2 separate regions of the Mus musculus genome follow, and region 1 is linked to region 2. The links are chromatin contacts, called in public HiChIP or PLAC-seq maps. All regions are on one chromosome and are shown on one strand. Each heading gives the region's core, a stretch centred on a gene start, on an enhancer-like site or on the middle of the called end of the contact. The rest is flanking DNA. Distances are from core to core; before and after follow the strand shown.

Evidence for each region. HiChIP or PLAC-seq counts read pairs in DNA pulled down with a chosen protein or histone mark.
Region 1: a FOXA1 HiChIP or PLAC-seq map of pancreatic cancer cells shows a contact between it and region 2. The contact joins the promoter of Pdxp here to the promoter of Zfp647 in region 2.

The regions. Positions count from the first base shown.
Region 1 is chr15:78,911,678-78,917,215 of GRCm38.p6, forward strand. Pdxp (pyridoxal (pyridoxine, vitamin B6) phosphatase) reads left to right here and starts at 2,242. Exons shown (of 2, transcript NM_020271.3): 1 at 2,242-2,854. The coding sequence starts at 2,293. It overlaps Gm30368 (a long non-coding RNA gene), which reads right to left. Exons shown (of 6, transcript XR_003951546.1): 5 at 3,614-5,538; 6 at 527-617. Sh3bp1 (SH3-domain binding protein 1) reads left to right here. Exons shown (of 18, transcript NM_001316684.1): 18 at 1-375. The coding sequence ends at 38.
Region 2 is chr15:76,922,532-76,928,002 of GRCm38.p6, forward strand. It overlaps Zfp647 (zinc finger protein 647), which reads right to left and starts at 2,917. Exons shown (of 5, transcript NM_172817.3): 1 at 2,845-2,917.

The DNA of each region.
Region 1 (5,538 bases), core at 992-3,491, 2.0 Mb after region 2:
AGCCCCGGCCCAGGGGCCTCATTTCAGAGACAGAGTAAGCAGGCCCTCCTACCTGGCAGGTCCTCATTGTCCCTTTCTCTCTCCTGCCATCCTCCCTCCCTTGTCCTCCCAGGATGGCCCTTGTCCAGTGCCTGGGTGCCTGCTGGGCCGGCCCCTATGGCCAGGAGGGCTCAGGCCAGCCCTCTCATTTCTAACCTTTTCCTCTTCCACTTTGAGCTTGGGGTTCCCACCTGACTCCCCACTCTCCGGCAGGGTCTCAAGGGAGCTACCAGAAGGAAGAACAGACTTGCCTGTTCCTAGAGGACTTTTATTTTTTTTCTCTTGCCAATGTATTTTTGTAAGGCTCGTAAATAAATTATTTTGAACAAAACAGGAGTAACTGGCCAAACGAAAACTTCCTCTCCTGGGGATACAGAATCTGCCCCCCATAAGGAGGAAAGGGGACCAGTGGGGTATCTGTTGCCTTCCTGATTTGAAGAGCCCTGTGCTTGGCGGTTTCTCGGAGCTGCTTGTCTTGAGTATGGTTCCCACATGCTAGTTTCTCACCCAGATAAGAGTGCCACCTGCAGGTGAAGTTTCCGAAGCCATGAGAAGGGACTGGCCAGCGATGCCTGGGCCTGAGATGAAGTGTTTGAGATTAGCGTTCGCCTAGGTCTTCCTCCCACCCAGGGCCCCGTTTGCACAGCCTCTCAGGATCATGGGTTTCTCTTCTGAGACAGTCTAGCAGTTCCACCCAGTCTGTGTTCTGAAGACCAACACGCCCGTGTGTGTGCGCACACACACATAAACACACAGTTTTCTCGAGAGCAGGGATTGAGCTATCCATGGCCTTCCCTGAGTTGCTCTGTGTAGTCCCAGGCTAACGCTCCTTTCAGCTCTACACCTGAGGGTCTTTTGGGAGTGGGCTGGCAGAAGTGGGTCAGTGCATCTGGAAGCCCAATTTAGTAACCGAGTGGAGGCAGGGGCATGCTGTCTATGGTCTTCTAGGCTAAGAAACCCATTACAAAAGGCACAAAGAACAGAAAATAGTTGGGCCTCAAAGGCACGGTTTTTCTTCGGTCTCTTCCCTTCAGTTGCTCTGGGTTAGACAGCTACAGTTCTGCTTAGAACCAAAATATTGTGACAGTACAGATCCCTGTTCATCCCTGGTCCCCATACTTTGAATTACTGGTTATTCAAAGGCTTGACAGATTAAAAGGTTTCCGTCTACAAAATGGAGACCTAGGCAGTTGGGATCACCCCATCAATAAAATGGGTTACCAATTGGGCCTGGCCATCAAAATAGTGCCTAGTGCCCCCACACACATAAAACATGAAATCAGATCTCTGGGTTCCTGTCTTACAGCCATGTGTTTGATTATCTATTTATTTATTTATTGGGTTTTTTTTTTGTTTTGTTTTTTTGTTTTTTGAGACAGGGTTCTCTGAATACCCTTGGTCCTAGTACTTGCTCTGTAGACTAGGCTGGCTTGGAAATCAGAGCTCTTCCTACCTCTGATTCTGAGTGCTGGGATTAAATGTATGTGTTCGCATCGCCCGGCTAGAACGTTTTAACATTCATCTGTGTGGATGTGTGTGTGGAGGTCAGAAAACAACTGGAAGGAGTATGTTCTCTCCACCGTGAGGTTTCTGAAGAAGGAACTCGGGTCCTCAGCCTTGACAGCAAACTGCCATCATCTGCTGAACCATTCCACTGACCTGTACCTGTGTTTTAAAAATCATTTATCTAAAGCCATCGAACTATAAAGTATACATCTTACTAAACGGAAATTATACAACAACAACAACAAAAAAAAAAAACAAGTTCCCCAGGAGACTCCACAGCACAGTCAGATGACCAGAAGGATCACTGACCAGGTCTAAGAGCCCAGGCCAGCTTGCGAAGTCACGGGTGATGGAGCCCTGGCTCCATCACATCCACATGTTTCTAATGAGCCTCAATGGTTCCGAGGGCAACAAGATGTGGCCCGAAGACAACATCTCTCTCAGCCTCTGTTTTTCTCCTAGCAACCATCTGGCCTACGTTTTTAATTGGCTGGGAAGCGCACGGCGATTCGCTGCAGACCAGGCTGTCTCTTCATTGGTCGCCTCCTTCTAGTGGCGCCCGCGGTCCCGCCCCTTTCTCCGAGCTCCTTCGGGATCGGCCAGCACCTTCGACTAAATTCTAGTCGCTATTGGCTGAAGCCTGTGTTCGTAGCCCCGCCTCCTCCCCGTTCTGCGCGCCAATTGGTGAAGCTGCCCCTTGTCCACGGAGGGAGCGCAGCGCGCGCGTGCGAGCGGCCAGCCGGCTGCATGGCGCGCTGCGAGCGGCTGCGCGGCGCGGCCCTGCGCGACGTGCTGGGCCAGGCGCAGGGAGTCCTGTTCGACTGCGACGGAGTGCTGTGGAACGGCGAACGCATCGTGCCGGGCGCCCCTGAGCTGCTGCAGCGGCTGGCGCGGGCCGGCAAGAACACGCTGTTCGTGAGCAACAACAGCCGGCGCGCGCGGCCCGAGCTGGCGCTGCGCTTCGCCCGCCTGGGCTTCGCGGGGCTGCGCGCCGAGCAGCTCTTCAGCTCCGCGCTGTGTGCCGCGCGCCTCCTGCGCCAGCGGCTGTCCGGGCCGCCCGACGCATCGGGCGCAGTGTTCGTGCTGGGAGGCGAGGGGCTGCGCGCTGAGCTGCGCGCCGCGGGGCTGCGCCTGGCGGGGGACCCCGGCGAGGACCCGCGCGTGCGCGCCGTGCTCGTAGGCTACGACGAGCAGTTTTCCTTCTCCAGGTTGACCGAGGCGTGCGCGCACCTGCGCGACCCCGACTGCCTGCTCGTGGCCACCGATCGCGACCCTTGGCACCCGCTCAGCGACGGAAGCCGGACCCCCGGTGAGCACGGGACTGGGCGCGGGGATGTGTGCTGGGACCTGACGCGCTTTTCGGAATTCCTGCAGCTGCCGCCTGTCGGATAGTGGCCGAGGACCAGTTTGACACACGAGCCACCTTAGGCTCACTGTAGCTCAGGGAATTGCAGGTGGGATACAGATTTGGAACCGGCCTCTTGGGCTTTTGTCATTGGCCCCACCCACTTTGCAGGAGGGTTTGTCGAAGCGGTCTGGAAGGATGATGCCGGTGGAGAGCTGGATCCGCGCATCCAGAATCAGGGTAGTGGGGAAACTAGGGGGTAGTGGAGCTTGACCTTAGGCCAGTGGGGAGACTGGAAGGTAGTGGAGCTTGACCTCAGTTCCAGTTCTGGCCCTGTTTGGTTAACCCTGTGAGTTACATAACCTCGGAACCTGGTTTCCAGTGGGGTTCTTTACCATGTCGGTTATCCCCAGGCTTTTGAACCCAGCCCTCTAGTTTATTAATAGCTTCCTGAAGCTCCTTAATGGTGCCTTCATTTCCTTTCCAGATTAGTTCAAAAATAAGAGTTTTGGCCCATTTCACAGTTAAAGAAATTGGTACTTAAGGGAGGTGAGCTGCCAGGGAACACACAGCATAGAGCAGGGGAACCTGACTTGGCCTTTGGGGACCCCCCATCCATCCATCCACCCATCCAAGAGCAGTCCAGGCTGTTCAGGCCTGTACCTAAACAGAAGCGCTGACCTCTGGCATGAGCCCCAAGAGATGGAGGGATCAGAGACTTACCAGATAGTGATGAATGGCTATAGACAGGTTTGGTTCCTCCAGATGAGACATGGACATATCTCTGCCACTCTCTTCTGCTAGCCTTTGGCTCACATAGTCCTTGATACCAAATTCAGGGGTTCTGCAGGGTGGTATTGCAGGAAGTGAGGGAGTCACGGGTTCGAGATGGGGCAGTGAAATGGATGCCTGTGGAGAGGATCTGGGAAGCCTTCCCGGAGGAGGCATACCGTCAGGCTGGTGTAGCCGAAAAAGGAAGTTACTGTCTGGGCCTTTCCTGGCTCTGCCTGAGACCTACCCTCACCTCATACATGAACCTTCTCCCCACAAATCTAGAGGTCACAGCTGTAGCAGCCTTTTTTCCCCCATCTTGTTACTATCGAGTCCGATTTCCCAAAAAGCTTGGGTTGAAGCTCTGGGGCAAGGGCTTCTCCAGGGTCCCTTGAAGGGTGGTCTGAGGAGCTTGGGAGAGACAGGACCTAGCCCCTGACCTCTGCAGGAACCCTCCTGGCTTCTCCTGTCTGCTTACCCATCTATTCAACCTGCCAGTTCCTCCTACTGCCTAGAGGGGGAGACAGAGCTTTACACAACAGGCTTGCAGCCGCGTTTGCGAGTGATGAGTGATGTAGCTTCCTCGCATTGATTAACAAATGCCTGGTAGCTGTGCGCAGTAGCCCAGGAGCAGGGGGGGGGGGGTAGATAAACAGTCATTAAAGGACTCGATTATGTATTGGATCTGAAATAACGTGGAGACACACACACACACACACATGCCCACCTCCCGGTCATCACAGGCCTGTGAAACTGTGCTTGTTTGTCACAGGGCGGCCACTTGAGCTGGCAGGTAGACGGGGCCACCCTGCAGGAATATGCCATGACACACAGCAGCCTTGAGTTAGGTGTTACATTCATGGGCTCCCCTACTGGGATCATGTTGACTGTTAGGCACGTAGCTGGACTGGCAGGAGGCATGGGGCCAAGAGGAACCAGCTCTGCCCACCCAGGGAGCTGGGAAATGAACAGACTGAAGAGCTGGGGGGGACAATCCTTTTGTTTACTTTTGTGTTTTTGAGGCAGGGTCTCAGCCTCCCCCCACCCCCTGCTGGGATTAAAGGTTCACTGCCACCTCCCAGGATGAGGCTCGGATTCTCTGCCTGTGTCCTGGTGGATGGAGCAACTCCTCCCTGCCGGCCCTGCCTGCTCTGCTGCTGTAGCCCAGTGATGTACCTATGAGAGTGGAAAGAGGAGGCACAGAGTGTTTGGGTCAGGCTGGGTTATAGTAAGAAATGTCCATGGAGAGGGAAGGCCTTGTCTTGTATCCCCAGATGGTGTTTGGTGGCTGGAGTGCTGCCAGCAGCCTGGGAAACATTGGTATGGAATTGCCACAGCCACCTCAAGAACGCAGCAAACTTAGTGGGCGTGGCGAGTTTTCGGAGCATGGTACTTGTGAATAATTCATTAGTGGTGGTGGTGGTGGTCATTTCGAGACAGGATCTCACTGTGTAGCCCGGGGAGGCCTCTCACTGAGCCTCCTTGGTGTGGGTCTTTATGCCGCTCTCAATGTTAGTTCCTTCTCTGTGATAAAGCACCATGACCAGGGCAGCTTACAGAAAGAAGGGTTTACTGGGAGCTTATGGTTCCAGAGGGAGAGGACTCAGTGGCGGGGAACAGAAGTGGTGGCCTCGGTGGCTGGGACAGCAAGTTGGAAGCTCGAATTGTGAACGACCAGCAGGAAGCTGAGAGCAAACCCTGGGGATGGTGGGAAGCTTTGAAACTTCAAAGCTTGTCTCTACTAGTGCACTTCCTCTGGCAGAGCGAAGTCTCTTACACTGTCCAAACCACCACCACCAACTGAGGACCATATATTCAAGTGATCAAGACTATGTGGATAAACACATTCAAACCAACACGCCAAGGAAGCTCAGCTC
Region 2 (5,471 bases), core at 1,667-4,166:
CCATGACCATCCCTGACCAGTCTGGCAGCCCACAGCCCACAGTATACTCAGGCAGTTCTCTATCTGCCGTGTTCCTGTGCACTTTGTGGTATACTAAACAAATCTATTTTTGTTTTAAAGACTGGGTGAGGGCTGGCGAGATGGCTCAGTGGTTAAGAGCGCCGACTGCTCTTCCGAAGGTCCCAAGTTCAAATCCCAGCAACCACATGGTGGCTCACAACCATCTGTAATGAAATCTGATGCCCTCTTCTGGAGTGTCTGAAGACAGCTACAGTGTACTTACATATAATAAATAAATAAATCTTAAAAAAAAAAAAAAAGACTGGGTGAGTTCACCAAACAAAACTCCACATCCACACCTCAAGTCCAACCAAATTAACCAACCAAATTAACCAACCAATAAGAAACCTAATGTATGCTGGGCAGTAGTGGCACACGCCTTTAACCCCAGCACTTGGGAAGCAGAAACAGGTGAATCTCTGTGAGTTTGACACCAGACATCTATCTCTACAGAGATAGATGTCTTCCAGGCTAGCCAAGGCTACACAGAGAAACCCTGTCTCAAAAAGCTAGCAACCAACCACACAACTGAACAAAAAACCCTTATGCACATCAAAACCACCTGAAACTCCCAAAATAGGGGCAGAGACAATGGCTGTCCTTCTAGAGACTCTGGGTTCAATTCCCAGCACCTACATGGAGGCTCACAGCCATCTGTCACTCCAGTTCCAGGATATCTGACGCCCTCTGCTGGTCTCCTCAGGAACTGTACACATGTGGTACATAGACATGCACACAAGCAAAACATCTGTACACACAAAATAAAATAGACACATCTGAGAACCACAAGATTCCTCCCCAAATAGGCCCGAGCACAGGGAAGAATTTAGTGTAAGACACCGGTGCGTTTTCAAGTAAGCAAAAAGATAAAGTATCCAACAGATACTGTTAGTGGGGACGATTGAGGGGGAGAGGAGAGAAGCTGGATTCTAATTTCATCCCTTATCTACATAAATTCCATATAGAATCAGTACTCTACAAGTACCAGACAAAATCGGATTATTTAGAAAAATAATCTTGAAGTAAGGAAGCCCCTTAAAACACAGCAAGAAGCCAAAATACTGTAATGGGAAATATTTTGCCCATAAAACAAAACCAATACCAAGATCCTTCTAGTTGTAAAATAAGTAAATAAAATCAAAGAAGACACTTTCTCAATGGAGTAAAAAACAGACAAACAAACAAGAAAGCAAAAAAAAAAAAAAAAAAAAAACCCATAGGGAAGTGTGTTTTTAACATACAGAAAAAGAATACAAGCTGGTGGTCAATCTGACCAGGAATGCAAACAGCTAAAAGACAAACGCAGAGGTGGAAATTGAAACATCTGTATGGCAAGAAAGCCCCAGGGACTGGTCACCTATATGGTGGTAAGGTGGCTTATTAGCTCTAACCTGTTAGTCCCATTCCACTTCTCTGTGTCCCCTACAAGGAAATCCCCAGTGTGCAAAATATCAGAACTAATGTCCACCCAGCTTTAAGTATCTCTATAGTGGAGCTCAGGGGAACCTTCCTTTTATGTTAGTGACAGGAATGTCCACACGCATTAGTAGGAGTGCCTGATTCCAATCATTCTAGAGAGCTCCACAGGAAACTGCTTCTAGTGTCACTATGCATTCACTATGTCAGGATGCTAGGCAGAGTAACATTTAAAAGAACTACTGTGGGCTGGGGAGATGGGCCAGTGGGCATGACATCCAATGTCCTTCTCTGGCCTTAGAGAATACAGCTGTGCCCATACTTCATCGCCCACATACAAGGGAGCTATTATTGTATACAATTTTCCTGTGTGTGCGTGCGTACCTACACATCAGCAAGCACATAGAGGCCAGCAGACAACCTTAGGTGTTATTCCTTAGAAACCTTTCACCATTGGGGGGGGGGGGGGCGGGGGCGGGGAAATACGGTCTCTTACTGGCCTGGAACTCACCAAGTAAGCTACTAAGCGGCAGAGATGGGGATGGCAGCACTCATCAGCACATCCAGATTCAGGTGTCTAACTGAGCCATACATGTGGAGGCTGGAGGGATGGCTCAGCGGTTAAGAGCACACGTTTTTTTCCCCCGTCTAGGACCCACACTTGATTCCCAGCACCCACATGGCGGCTCACAGCCAATTCCAGGGAACCCGATGCCCTCTTCTGGCCTCCGTTGGCACCAGGCATGCACATGATATACAGTACAGATACACACGCAGGCAAAGCACATAAATACATATAAAAAAATTAAACAAGAAAATGCCACGTTAGAGAAGTTGTCATCCATTAAAAGGGGCCTTTGCAAAGTAACAAGAGAGCAACAGCAGAAAAATAAAACAAATCCAAGAAGAAGCTGGGCTAATGGGGAGCAGAGCGGAGCACCTTCAGTTTGACAAGAAATGTCCTTCGCTGCTGAGGATGCATGGGACTTAAAATGCTGTATGGTGGCCCTGACTGTAGTCCGGGTTATGGGAGAGGATCGTGCGAACCCAGGACTTCCAGGGCAGTCTGGGACGCGGTTATTTCACCAGACAAAACCTCATCCACTGCCCAAGCCAAACCAAATTAACCAACCAGTAGGAAACCGTATGCACATCAGAACCGTCTGAACTCCGGACCGGGCTAGCGGGAGCCACCGCGAAGGGTCCCGGGGAGGGGCCTGGAGGGTTCGAGGGACCGGAGGGTGCAGCCTGGGTCAGCAGCCCGGCCGCAGCCATCCATCGGGGGGAAGGGCTGGCATACGCGAGGGCGCGGAGCTTTGGGTGCGGATGAAGGAGAGGGTCCCGCGCAGCCGACAGAGCGCCACTCACCATCTGCCGCAACCTCTCGCCCTGTGGCGGCAGCTTCGGCTCCCTAAGACAAAGGGGCCGTCCCGCCCCGTCTGCGCAGTCGTCAATCTCAGGGGACCCCGCCCCTAGGTCCCCACCCCCAACCCCCACCCCAAGTCCCGGACCGGGACGCGGGAGGATCGGATGGCCGTCCGCCTCCAGCTCTTCTTGCAGGACTTGATGCCCTGCGCCCCGGGGCCACCGAGAGCGTAGGCCTCCGCTGTGCCTAGAGAGACCGCGTGCTGACCCGGACCGCGCCTGCTCTTTGAGGCTGTAGCGGAAGCGGCGGCCGCAGTCCCTACAAATCCGAGTGCCTCCCGGCCTCGCCCCCTCCCTGCCGCCCCTCTTCTCCCGAGGGCCTTCGGTCACTTCCGCCAAGATCTGTGCTTGCCCTCTAGCGATTTCCCTGGTGGCCAGGCAGCCTGGACCACTGGTCTCGAGACCCATCAGGCTGACTCGGGCTGCTTGGGTTTAGTTTACAGTGTAGTGTGTGTTCAACTTCTTAAGGGACGGCCAGTCTGTCTTGTGTCCTCATCAACACATTCCCTAGACTAGCAGTGTATGACAGTTCCAATTGTTGTTTGTATTTGCCCACACTTGGTGTAAGCAGGCTTTTAGAAATTTAGTTATTCGGGGCTGGAGAGAGGCTCAGCGGTTAAGAGCATTAACTGCTCTTCTAGAGGTCCTGAGTTCAATTCCCAGCAACCTCATGGTGGCTCACAACCATCTGTAATGGGATCTGATGCCCTCTGCTGGTGTGTCTGAAGACAACTACAGTGTACTCACATACATGAAATAAATCTTTAAAAAAAATTGAGTTATTCCAGGGCTAGAGGAATGTACAACAGACTGGGTGTTTGACAAACGTGCACGAGGCTGAGTTTAATCACTCGTATCCATGTGAAAAGGCTGGGTGTAATAGTGCTTGCTTAGAACCCCAGCACAGGGGAGGCGGAACAAGGCCGAGCTGTGTAGGGCTCTCTGGCCAGCCAGTCTAGAGTCACTGGCAAGCTTCAGGTTCTGACCTGTTGAGAAGCCCTTTCAAAAGATAAAACAACAAAATACCGTGGTGCGCAGCTCCTCAGACTGACCCTTAGTGGCCCTGTATGCACACATATTCTCTGCTGGAAATTAAAGTCAGGGACTCTAGTATAAGCATATAGTATCTCAGTAGCACTCGATCCTACCCTCCGTTATGGCTTCAATTTTTATTTCTCTAATTGTAGTGGTTACGTGTCTTCTGTTACAAAATACTGGCAGAGGCAGAGGAGGCAGAGGCAGAGTCAGAGGGCCAATCTCTGTGAGTTTGGGGCCAGCCTGGTCTATAGAACAAATTCCAGGACAGCTGAGGCTACACACAAAGCATGGGGCTGGAGGAGGAAATGTCTGGGAGATAGGGAGCAAGAACAGCTCTTGTGGATCAGGGTGATGGAGCCTCCAGGTTTTTGTTCTTGGATTTTTAAAGTGTGTGTGCCCCAGAGGGGGCCAGGTTTTTTTGTTTTTGTTTTTTCGAGACAGGATTTCTCTGTATATCACTGGCTGTCCTGGAACTCACTTTGTAGACCAGGCTGACCTCGAACTCAGAAATCCACCTGCCTCTGCCTCCCAAGTGCCTGGCTGTTTTTTTTTTTTTTAAAGATTTATTATTTATTATATATAAGTACACTGTAGCTGTCTTCAGACACACCAGAAGAGAGTGTCAGATCTCGTAACCACTGAGCCATCTCACCAGTCCCCGAGGCAGCTAGTTTTAAAGCAGTCACAATATAGAGAGGCCACGGATGTCCACGAGACATGAGGGAAGGGGGGGGGGCTAAAAATATTTTGGAGGGTATGGATATATACATCATTGATACAGTTGAGCTCTCTGGGGAGAGTCAGGCATGTCTCTCTCTACATGGGTCCAAAATTGCTTGAAAGAACAAAGAGACCTTGACTAAGGTAGTCTGATGGCTGATCTTCTCGCCTTCATGGGAACCAATCTCTGGGCATGTCTGTAAGGAATTGCCTAGATTAAGTTGAGGTGGGCTGACCCGCCCTAAATGTGTTTCATGAGTTAGATTCTTGACTGAATGAGGAGGGCTGAACCGAGTCTGAGCATGCATGGCTGTCCTCTCTGCGACTGCAGATGCAATGTGACCAGCTGCCTCAAACGCATGCATACATCTTCCCACCATCGTGGACTGTACCTGGCCTTTGAACCACAGGAAACCCTTTTTAAGTTTCCTTTGCCATGCGCTTGTCAAAGCAATGGCAGCCAACTAAAACAACCATCTGCACGGCTGTTTCTAAGACTGGACCAGAGGGTCTTATGGCTTCACTGGTTAGGAAAGCCAAAGGAAGAGCGCCCAGGCTTTCTTATCAGAAAAGGCTTTCTGGTCTACATGTGGGCTCACAAAGAGAAGGCAGTCTGAGGCTAACGCCTCCATTAAACATGGAGTCAGGGAGGCTGGAGAGGAGACTCAGTGGTTAGGAGCACTGGATCTGCCAAGTAAACAGTTCAGGTACCAGCACTTCCATATAAGTACACAACCTGTAACTCCAATTCCAGGGATCTGCCGCCCTCTTCTGGTCTTCTATGGGTACTGCATGCAGGTGGTGTACAGATA